Linked DNA regions of Mus musculus: all the other regions are linked to region 1. Evidence: chromatin contacts called from public Hi-C and HiChIP or PLAC-seq data. All regions are on one chromosome and are shown on one strand. The core of a region is the stretch at or near the end of the contact, and the rest is flanking DNA. Distances in the headings are between cores, read along the strand shown.

Region 1 (3,835 bases), core at 545-3,044:
AAAGAAAGACTGAAATATTTCTTGTTAATAAAGTGCACAGGCTTGTTCATTAAGGCAGAAAGGAATATGCTAGTGACGAGCCTGAAATGAATTTTATTACACTCACTAAGCAATTCATAAAGCTAAAATAAGTTCCATAAACTTCAAATGTGTCCAGGGCCCAGGACTACCATGAATGGTCCACTTGACTGAAGACTTGAATCTAGAAATGTGGCTACCTTATGATGCAGGGTTTTGATCTTCCTAAAATCAATCACAAATGGAAATCACCGAAGGTATCATTATGACCATGGAGGAGCAAGAAGATGTGTTTATACTTTCGAAGTACCTAAGTGTCAACTCTGTTAAAATGTCCCTTTCCAAGCTGACTTAGCACCAAGCTTGTAAGGGCACACAGGTGACACATTCCTCATTTCCTTCAAGTCCTTCTTGAGTTTCATTTTGCACAATCATTTTATTTTTCAACTTCCATCTGGGCCCATTGGGGGTGGGGCCTTATTCCCATTAGCTTTAGTGTTCTCATAACAAACACAAGCATTTATTCTTCCATCTTGTGCCCTAAATATTTTTTCTGTGCACTAGTTAGAAACCTAAAATATTAGTAGCATTTAAGAATAAAGGTGGCAAACACGTTTGAGTAATAAATAGTAAAAATGTGTTTTGTTTTGTAGTTTCCAAGAGACAATTACATTGCTTTTGAAAATGAATGTAACAAGATTTGTAAACCGTGCCATTTCTATTTTGGCCTTCAACTGAAACTCCCTCTGTGGTCGTCAGTGTACACAAAGTCCTATCGAAAACAGCCCCAAGCAATATACAGAGAACATTTATTCCATTTCCAATGACAGATATTGGTAAAAACAGAGCTAGTAAAAAACAAAAATAACATAAGCTACAATGTACTTTTAACAAAATGTACTCAAGTGGGTCTTTTACCATTTTGTCCTCTATCTTTAAAACATGTATCCTCAATTTGAAATTTCTTTCATTGGTGACGCTCTCACCTACGTAGTAATGGCACTTAATGTTCATAAACACTTAAGATCTTTGTCATCCTATAAGTTGCTAGGACTAATGACAAACCAGTCTCCCAATTATGACAAATATTTGATGCTCTCTGCAAGTATTTTGTATCTAAAGATGTTTTTAAATTAATAAATACTATTCACTTTATTTTCTTTTATCAAATATATGCTGAGTATCTTTTACATCTTCCCAAGCAATTGTATCATTGTGTTTTTCTCCAAAATTTTTATTTTTATATATTTTAAAAATAAGTATATATAATCTCTGAGCATTTCAAAAGATGGTTCAAATTGATTTTTTTTCTACTAGCAGAAGTGGTCAATAAAACATATAGATTTTTCAAAACAACTTCTATAAAGCATAGTTTTGTGAACCTATAATGTGAATTTTTAAAATAATACCTTAAGGTACCAGCTTTCTCTTTCTCAACCAGGGGGCAAAAGACTTCTCAGAAAAACAGCTTTTTCTTTTCTGTCAAGAGAAGGTAAACACAGGGGAAATATTCCAAGGGAAATAAAAAACTGAGGAAGTTTACTAAAAGACCATAATATAAAGATTAAACTTGTTAGAACAAGAGAGGGATTTTTTTTAATGGTAAAATAATTGGGGGGAAATAATCGCCCTTGAGACATCCTTGTCATGCTCTCAGGCTTCAGACAACATGCTCAGGTGTTTCTAGATTTTCGTTCAATCGTAACATGATTGACGCCAGAATAGAGAAGAAACTGAAACCCAAAACAGGATGTGAGAACTGGAGGGAAAGACCACGGAGGAGAAGCGAAAAGGTGGTAGGCAGACCAGAGTGAGGCATGGCAGTGACACTGGGGATGGAGAGCGACTGAAAATGATAAAGACGAGGGAACAGAGGGATCTGAGAAGCAGCTGGAAAACAGATTGGCTTGTAGGTGTCCTTTAGTGTCCTTTGGTCGTTCAACAAAGTCATTTTCTGTCTTCTTTTATTGGACAGACTATACTCTCTCTAGCATAAGAGAATTTTCAACCCATATATAAATGCTTATTCCCACCTCTTATTCCAACTAAATCCTCAGACATCCATTTCTTATCCTCAAAGAGTTAGACATTGATTCGTAAATATACTTCATTTGGGGGAACAAGAAGGGGAAACAAGTAGAAGACTCGAAATTGAAAGTTGAGGTTTTGTCTCAATTTTAAAATCTGAGTTACTTTGGGTTTGTGGCACCCCTCTCTGATCTTTCATTGATTCATATTAAAGTGGAACAGTCTTTGCTCTGTGGTCCATTTCAGCTCTGATATGATGTAACCTGCTACACCGGGTGCAGGGTGTTTTTAATACATGAAAGCTACTGCTATTGATTAATTCATAATAAAATTCCAGGTTTCAAATCCATATCAGCATTGCATGAACTGCGAAGGTGCGAACTCAGGCCTGTGACGTGAAGATTATCCACCCTAGACAGATGGTTGGCATGTTTCCAAACAAGGACATACAGGCCTGCTGGGGTCACCTCAGTGACTACATCAACACGGCAGAGGACAGATCTGCACTGAAATAAGATATGAGCAGAACAGCATCGTCTCTCTCAGCCACAACAGAGCCATCTGTCTTAAATTAACCTAAAGCCTGTTAGCTGAAGCCTAGTTACGCATTGCAAGCTGCTTGGAGAAAACAATTTAAAAAGTCCTTCGGTGGTAGCATCCTGTCACTAAAGAAAGCTTTAATAAGCAGGGTATTCCAGGCAGGTAAAGCTTCCCTTCTTTTGAGCCACATTCACCAAAAGGAAAGATGTTCCAATCTCCCAGCACCCTGCTGAGAACTTTGATGAGGCAGCTGTCAGGGGAGACAGCACTGCTCTGTGATAACACCTATTGTCCACTGTTAGCTCTACAGTTGGGAGTAAGACAAAACTGCAAATGTGTATTGTGCAGCATACATAGCAGCTGGGAGATACACAGAAAATCTCCAAGGCGTAGATTTTAAATAAAACCCAAACAACCTAAATACTCTCTCTTTTCCTTTCATTCTCTGGGTTTTCCTCTTCATAGGAATGGGTGGGATTTTTCCAATCTGTGACTCTCCTGCTCCCAGATATTTCTGAGATGTCAGTGTTCTAAAAAGAAAAAAAAAAAAAAAGAAAAGAAAAGAAAATGTCTCCACACTGGAACTCAGTGGTTGAGTCTGAATGTTAATCCATACATCAACACTGTCCCTGGGATTTTAAAATATAGCTCAGAAAACAGAGAACATGGAAGAAGAGTCCCAGTTCCTCCTGTCACCTATTCCCCATCCTTTTCCCCTGGACCACTGCAATACCCCAAAGCATGCCCTGTACACAACTGTATCTTTAGAAGTTTCAACCCATAGCCAATTCTATAGTGAATAAGAAAGCAAAACGACGATTTTCAGGACAAATTTGTGATAGCTGGATAAGCTGCCCTACCTCCAAAATCAATCCAATAACTTAGCAGAATTTTCTCCTAGGATTTCACATTTCAGAGGCAGACAAAATTTTTTGTTGTTGTTGTTTGTTGTTTGCTTTTGTTTGTCTGCTTGCCTCAGTCCATCATTTGGTGAACTACAACAGGCTCGTTTTTCTCCCTCATACTCGCACGGACACTATATTTGGAGTATTAAATGTTTCTGGGAAAAGCTAAGAACTCCTTTTGCCCCCCCCCTCCCCCCCGTACTGGAGTAGTATTCTCATGAAGCTAGAGGAAATAGTAAGATCTCACACAACTTCCCAACAATATACACAGAACATATATCCCATTTGTATAAAGTCTAAACATGAGAAAAAGGAGGGGACCATGAAACCCAGAGTGGACCTCA
Region 2 (3,835 bases), core at 432-2,931, 470 kb before region 1:
CACTCATGTGAGCAAATTAATTAGGAAGTACCTACCAGTAACTCATTTGGTTCTACTCAAGATCTATGAAGCAATGAAAGAAAAGGACATTCTATGAGGGATTCCTTTACTTCTTAGTATCCCCTCAGTACCCAGACAGAAACACAAACTTGAGATCCCTAATGCATCTCTACTTAGAAGCATAAAGATTATTTTTCAGTTGTCAGATGGAATCAAATTTACCAATATTGCCTCCAAGAGAGGAGGAAGACAGAAGAGTCACCAGGGCTGGCCACACTACCACACTGCTACACTGCCTGATTATCAGTCACCGTGACTCTTCTCCTTGCTTAACTCAGATAATATTGTACCAAGCAAGTACATAGCAAACAACTTTGGTAGAACAGAGTGCCGTTTCCTTGCAGTGCCCTGCGTTCCAATAGAACTCAGTTGTCTTCTGGCCAAGTGATGTCCACTGTGGGCAATTTTAATCATCTTTATAACCCACCAGCAGCAATTCCTTTCTTACCTTTAGGTGCCATGTCTAAGAACTGATCTCGAAGATTATCAAGCTGTTCGATTGTTAGGGTACCATTTTCTTCCCTTTCTACTGGTGGTGGGCGGGTTGGTGGAGAAGGATCTGGGAAGACTTTTATGTCTCCATTGATATAGAAGTCTTCTTGGCTTAAGTAAATCTCATTTTGAATTTTTGTAGCTGTTTCAATGTGGTAGCGAGCTAATTCGGTCAATTTCTGTATACTGCAAATAGAAAAATGAACAAGGCCATCTCCATTGAAGATATTATTAGATTAACAGTTAATAAAACACACAAAAGCTAACACATTACAGGGTAAGTTCAATTCTATAGGCATTTAAAACTTTTAAAGTCAAGTTAAAAAGTTATAAAGATAAAAAATGAAAATATTCTCTTATTAAGAAGGTATTATAGTTCAATTTTATGCTAAGCTGAATGAGAAAAAAGCCTACTAAATTGAATCAAATTTTAAGTGAATCAAATTTGGTTATTTACCTCTAGAGAAAGCAAAAATTGCTTTGCTCTCTAGCTTTATGTCAAAGGATTTAATGTTACTTAAGACACACCTGGCAGAGGAGTGGCTTCTAGTGTACAACATCCAAAGCTGGATCACGTGTCTGTGAGCATCTACATTTAAGGGCTACAATGGCTAGAGGAAGTAACAGTGGGTCCTAGGGTCTCATCTAGAGCATGTGCTTGACATGGTCCAGGGTGGCTGTGAGTGGTTTATCCTTGAAATTAAGCCACTGACATTTACTCCCTCTTCTAAGATGATTTTCAGGGCAGCACACAGGTGATGGATACACACACACACACACACACACACACACACACACACATTTGGGTAAGAGTTAATGGCCTAACTCTAGGCAATTTTAAATGTGTCTTAGGTAGTAGACATAATTAAGTATAAACTGATGGAATGAAGAAAAACTCTTGTCTTGATCTGATGAAGAAGACATCATGAGGAAACGCATACTTATTCTCCCTTTATATGATGAGCAACAGTTATTTGTGGGCTGATACTTTCAGGAGTATTATCAGTTCCTGTCCTCGAAAAGGCTCTTGAACTCAACTCCTCAGTGCTCTTTGTGAATTCCCATACAGTGTTTGCTAATTAGTTTGTGGTTTGGAGTGTTCTTGTACATTGGAACCTGAGTTTGTGTGAATGAACGGTGGTATCTCCACACAGACCAGAATGACTGTGCACCACCTAGTGGAAGGTTACTGCAGTCATTTCCATAAAGAAGAAAGGAAAGGTCAGGAAAATAGATTTGGAGTTCCAAGGGACTTGACAGTAACTCCCCACCCCTCATTAAAAGTTACTTTTTAACTTCACGTTGTGTGATTTCTTGTAGTCAGAGTACGTCACATTATAGATTCAGAAAGTAGAGACAGATACAACATAAATGTGAGAACTTTGCATATATCACACAGAATTAACATCCATTTGTGCTTAATGGACAGACACAAGGAAGGAACCCATAAATCCTAAGATCTCAGATGAAACCCTTTCATTTATACGTGGCAGGCAGAGACTAGGGCTACAAGCTACTTGCAATTGACTTGGCTGTCTAGCAACAATATTTGTTTATACACAGTGGTAGCAAGTTACCAGATGGAAATGAATGGTTTGAATTTTTTTTTTTTTTTTTACTACTTTCAAAGGTGGAACAACAGCACTAAACAATTGGGCTGAAGATTTTTAACAATAAAACTTTCAAGATGAGAGCGGAGAAAGCCAGACAAAAAGACTGTTTACAGATAGTAATTATTGCTTCTGTGAACATTTAGAATTTGATGCCCATTCTCAAACAACTACTAGACTTTTGGCAAATCTACCCTATAATATACATATTGCAGAATCTAGTTTAAGCTGAAACTGGTGGAATAGCCTAGTTGGAGTCCTTTTTGTAGATTAAGCTGATGAGCATTGAACAATTAGATCTAGTACTCATTATAATTTGAAATAATTTGGAAATCTCCTGGATTAAAATTACATGCAATATTACCATGTAGACTGAACTCCCAGAGTGAAAATGATATTGTGGCAGAGCCCACTGACAGGCAGAAAAATACTCTACACAAATGTGATGGTGGTATTCATTTTGAGTGTTCATAACAGGTGCGGGTGGGGTGGCGGGGGCAGAGATACAGACACAGAGATACACAGAGACACATGTGTCTGCACGTGTGTGTGTGTGTATGTGAGTGTGTTTGTGTGTGCGCGCGTGTGTTGTAATTTAAATCTGTGGATATCTTAAACACCCGTGTCAATTTTTGCATTTTTGGCATTGAGTATGATTATTTTTGATTGAGGAAAACCTTACCTGGCCATTTCATTCAAATATCTCTTACCAAGCCATTTTTCCATGAGCCTGTAGACATCAATCACCTTTGTTACTAAATCTTCCAGGACGGACAAAGCTTTCAACTTTATTAGCTCAAGTCGAAATTGTGCGGCTTGTTCTATTTAAAAAGAGAAACTGAATTCAGAAGGAGAAACATTATGCTTTTTATTCATATGCATTTGTATTTTGCAGATACAGGAACACAGAGTGGGGTGATTTAGAAAACAAAGTAAGAGGAAGAGCAAGGGACGTGAGGCATAGTGATGAGGGAGGGACACAGTCATAGTATGTCACACACATGCATAACATGATCATAATGAACCTTACTGTGTAAAATTAACACACAATATAAATAAAAGACAAAAGGAGATTTTAATACATTATACCTACATTGCTCTTACATAAACCAAGCCCACTTTTTATACCTATCATACTTTGGTTTATAAAGCTTTATTTAATTCGTGAATATGGCTAAGGTGGCATCCATCACAGAGCGAAGCTAAATGAATCACACTGTAAAGACTTTTGTGGATTTAAACTAAGTTCTTCTTGAGCTTTAATAAGTTTGGTACCTGGAAGATCAGATATTGATCCTTTCTTACCCACACTATAGCTTGAACTATGCTTTCTCCCACTTCTGTTGCCCACTTCAGTTCCAAATCTACTTCCTTCTCAGCAGCACTCTGAGGCACCTGAGTTATCTCTCTTCCTACAGTTTCCAGGGCAATGACACTTCTGCCCAGGATTCATTATTACTCAGCTTCCACAGGGAAGGGACCTTATCTTTGTTGAGGAGGGGTCTATTGGACATTCCATGATCAGGCTTCTAACTCAAGTCTACTTCCTCCTGGCTTCTCCCCTGAACAGGTTTTGTATCTTCTCTGCTTTGGCACACATCTCTGCTCTCTATTCCTGGCCCTGGCTTGTCTCCTGAGCACATTTTTCCATACTTTTCTGGTTCAGGCCACAT
Region 3 (3,835 bases), core at 550-3,049, 400 kb before region 1:
CAGTAAAAACAAGAGACAATGAACTCAGCTAGATAACACTTTGAAAAACAGATTAAATGAAACTATTAATTTAGTCAAAGAACATTTTCAATATAATATATTTGACCATGCTTTTCCCTCCTCCTAGATTCTTTCTACCTCCCTATACAGCCAGCTTCATGTTCTCTTGCTCTTCAAAAAACAAAAACAGAAAAATAAAATAAAACCATGGAGTTAAAAAGAAAACCCACAGGTTTTTAAAGCACGTTTGATTATGAAAAAGAGTGTAACGTTTAAAAAAAATCAATGTATTCCTCTTACCTATGATATCATTAGTTCGAGCCAACGATGAGTTATCGGAAATATCTAGCAATATGACAAAATCAAGTGCAGATGGGAGAAGAGAGACCTCTGTGGAAGTTGAGGGGTCTAGGGCCAATGTGGGCATTTGTTCTTTCTTCTTCTTTAACTGTAGGAATTTTCTTTTGTACCCTGTAAGTGCTTCCTCCAGGAGTTTGGCTTGATTTAATGTTATTGGAAATCCATCAAGAACCCAGCTTTGGTCCACAGGTATCTCCCTAAATTCAAACAGCACAATCCATTAGCATGATGATAGACACCATGGCTCTTCAAAAGTCAGTGATACAATGAACACCTTTACTTTATTGTAAATTCATCCTATTGCATAGATGTTGCTATTTTATAGCTAGAGTATGAGGTTTCCTTATGTGTTCTGATTGCTTCCTTGCTTAAAATCCTTCTGTGGGTTTCTGCTGTCATGTAGATGTGTGCTCTGAACTTGTAACTACCTTTCACAATTTTAAATGCTTGCAGGCAGATATCCTCAGCACGGTGTGCATATGTGCTGTGTGCCCTATGCTCAGGCTGTACTTCCTCGAAGTCCTCATCTGTACAATGGAGTACTGTAAAACACTTCACTGGGGTTTGTGAAGAGGAACAGAAATGACACATTTAGTAAATGTCACACAGGTCTTAGTCCATACTGAACACTCCTGTCACCAATTTGGAGGGGATTCTCATCCCACCCACTCCTTACACTCTTACTAATTTCACCATATCAAAAACACAGTCTTGAATTAAAACTTTCCTTTTTGGTTTTGTTTTCCTTTTGTTTGTTTGTTTGTTTTGTTGTTTTTCGAGACAGGGTTTCTCTGTGTAACAGGCCCAGCTGTCCTGGAACTCACTCTGTAGACCAGGCTGATCTCAAAATCACAGACATCATCTGACTCTGCCTCCTGAGTACTGGGATCAAAGGCATGGGCCACCACTAAAAGGGCTTAAGTATCTTTGTTCTACCTTCAAATTATGCCAAACTAAAAAAGTCTTCCTTATATTTTAATGGCATTAATTTACTTACTGCCTCTCATATTAAAGAATAGATTCACTTTTCCAGAAGTTTTTAAGTCTTTTGGTGACTGCCTGAAATCCTTCAGATCATGTGGCAGGAAGAATGGGGAGGGGGGCTGGGGAGGGGAACAAATTTCAGAAAGATTTCAATTCTAGATCAAAAGCATAGACTTTCAAATGGCTTCCTGTCTACTGATTCTCAGCATGGCTGCCAGCTTCCGTCTGGCATGTCTTTCTCTCTCCCCCTAGGTTATCATAGCAAGAAGAGGCTGCATTTTACTTTCCCGACTTCTCCAAAGAGCGATCAACCTTCTTCATAGATCGGGCTTACTCTTTCATTTGCCCAAGTCACAGGAGAGAATTCCCTTAAGTACCTGAGCTCTTCTGAGAGCTGCTGCCTCAGAAGCCACAGCAGACAGAGTCAGAGGTTAGAGCTGCTCTCCTTCCATGCTAGAGTGAGATGGCAGACAGCAGGCAGACAGCAGGGAGCGGAGGAGCTGGACTCGGGTTTTTGTTACATCACTACCCAGACACAGCTATGCAATTACAACTAGTGTTCCTTTTCTCACTAGACTAGACCAAAATCTTGTAAACCGGTGACAGTCCTCGGGAGGTGTCTTAGAGGAAATGGAGATGGTGTTTGGTGTGAGGAGGGTGGTGGTGTGGACCCTCCAGAGCTACTAAAACCAAAGCGAAGGGCTGCTTGATGCTTTTGCATATCCATTTGCTTGACGAACAAAGAGCACTGTGGTAAAGTGTACTTTATGTCATTTCTGAGAAATGTGAGGCTAAAAAACCTTCCTCGAGTTCCAATTACTAGATACATAAGTGAGAAGCAGCTTAAATCTTTAAAGCAGCCTTTAAGACAACATTAAGGAGGAGCGTATCCCAGATGAACAGTAAAAAAATTCTATAAACTCTCTCTCCTCTTGCCTCTTAATGTTCCCCACATACCACAGTTAAGCAATTCCATTTCCTCTCCAATTCTTTCAAAAGAAAATTCTTTCAAAAGAGCCTTTTACTCTTTTTCCCCCATCCCGTGTAGATTATTTCCTTTATTATACAGACCAACTGGCCTCTTGTAATAGACATGTATAACAAAGCAAGGTTGAGGGTAATCCTCTCTCACTAAATGGAGGACAGAGAAAGTATAACATGACAGATTCTTTGAACTTTTCCTCTTTGTCCCCTGTCACATACCTTCTCTGTGCTACACATACGTGCTTTGTCTACACTGTGTACCACTGCCTGTTGTCCTGGGATTCCTGGACTCCATTCCTGCCCTCTCTGTGAATCACAGCACAAGCAAGTGCAGAAGTCTATGTGCAGTCAGGTAGGATGTCCTTTCTTACACCATATATCCTTGGTTTGGGGTAATTGTCCAGTTCTCCAAAAGCAGTAGAAGCTGGCCCTCGTTTCCATCAGGTAGAAGTCAAGACTAATCAGAGAGAAGTGAAGTAGAGGCCTGCAAATCTATGTACTCTCCCTCTATCTTACTTAGGAATTGGTAGATATATTTGGATATTTCATTTCTACGTTATTCTTCACATATCTTTTTGTAAATAATACATGAAATGGGAGAGGGAGATGGCTCAGTAATTAAAGTGCTTGCTACCCAAGCATGTGAAATGAAGTTCTGACTCCCAGGACTCATGTAAATAGTGACGGGGTATGGGACCCAACTGTAATTCTATCCGTAGAGGTTAGAGATGAGATGCCCCAAGTGAGTTGGCTGGAAGACTAGCTCGTATGTTCAGCAGGGTTTTCCCGAGAGACTCTGACTCAAATGATAAGGAAAAAAGATGAGACAATTCCAGATGCCAAACTTAGGCCTCTGTAGCTACTCTCACAATTCCGTGCACACTCTCACAATTACATGCACACTCTCACAACCATGCAGGCATACACTTATCCATGCAGGAAAAAAAAAAAAGAATATATTAAATAGGTACGAGAAAAGAAACTGCAATACATACTTTATAGCATTTACCAGGATGCTGACCAGAAGTATGTCTGGAATGCTCTTTCCTCTTCTAAGCATCAACTCTGACTTTGCACCAAGTTGAGCTCGCATGCTAAGCTGTGAAAAGAAATGAAGAATGTTAGGAGGGAGCTGATTGAAAAGAAATATTCCATTCAGGGTGCTTAGAGTTAAAACAACATGTGGTCATGCTAGCTAATGAAAATACTGAGGACTTACCCCACTTCTGGAGTCAGGGACACATTCAAGGGTCTGTATCAATTTTCTGCAGCTCCAACACCCCAAATTCCCCAACTTTCTTTCTAACACTTGCAATGAGAATGATCCAGGTCCAATCACTCATATCTATGAGAGATTGACCTCTGAGAACACACATACTCATACAGCTCTTGGACATCATTTGGTGATCAGACTCCAAACTTCCAGCTCTATTCTTCTTCCTTGATTCTTAGCCTTTCTTTCTCACAAGTTCACGCTAGTGATTAGCTTTTATTGTTTTGTCCAGAA

The links. A called contact is a pair of places that touch in the nucleus more often than the background predicts. HiChIP or PLAC-seq counts read pairs in DNA pulled down with a chosen protein or histone mark.
Region 2: a contact with region 1 is called in a BATF HiChIP or PLAC-seq map of CD8 T cells, with 5 read pairs. The contact joins two enhancer-like sites. A contact is called at or near these places in 1 of 15 datasets of contacts at CTCF or cohesin (large pre-B cells) and 2 of 115 datasets of contacts at active chromatin or transcription factors (CD8 T cells and large pre-B cells).
Region 3: a contact with region 1 is called in a Hi-C map of CD4 T cells, with 2.5 times the contacts expected there. The contact joins two enhancer-like sites. A contact is called at or near these places in 1 of 484 Hi-C or Micro-C datasets (CD4 T cells) and 1 of 115 datasets of contacts at active chromatin or transcription factors (CD8 T cells).

Annotation. Positions count from the first base shown.
Region 1 is chr15:10,073,352-10,077,186 of GRCm38.p6, forward strand. No RefSeq gene overlaps it. Among named protein-coding and RNA genes, the nearest start is that of Prlr, 100 kb to the right of the region's middle. Within about 2 kb of position 1,795, at least 55 of the 459 cell types and tissues checked have an H3K27ac peak or open chromatin away from gene starts, as enhancers often do. A contact at or near this core is called in CD8 T cells, where this site is marked.
Region 2 is chr15:9,606,665-9,610,499 of GRCm38.p6, forward strand. Spef2 (sperm flagellar 2) reads right to left here. Exons shown (of 37, transcript NM_001305042.1): 29 at 2,845-2,983; 30 at 509-738. Among named protein-coding and RNA genes, the nearest start is that of Il7r, 79 kb to the left of the region's middle. Within about 2 kb of position 1,682, at least 14 of the 459 cell types and tissues checked have an H3K27ac peak or open chromatin away from gene starts, as enhancers often do. A contact at or near this core is called in CD8 T cells, where this site is marked.
Region 3 is chr15:9,675,987-9,679,821 of GRCm38.p6, forward strand. Spef2 (sperm flagellar 2) reads right to left here. Exons shown (of 37, transcript NM_001305042.1): 15 at 3,324-3,427; 16 at 301-557. Among named protein-coding and RNA genes, the nearest start is that of Spef2, 71 kb to the right of the region's middle. Within about 2 kb of position 1,800, at least 26 of the 459 cell types and tissues checked have an H3K27ac peak or open chromatin away from gene starts, as enhancers often do. A contact at or near this core is called in CD8 T cells, where this site is marked.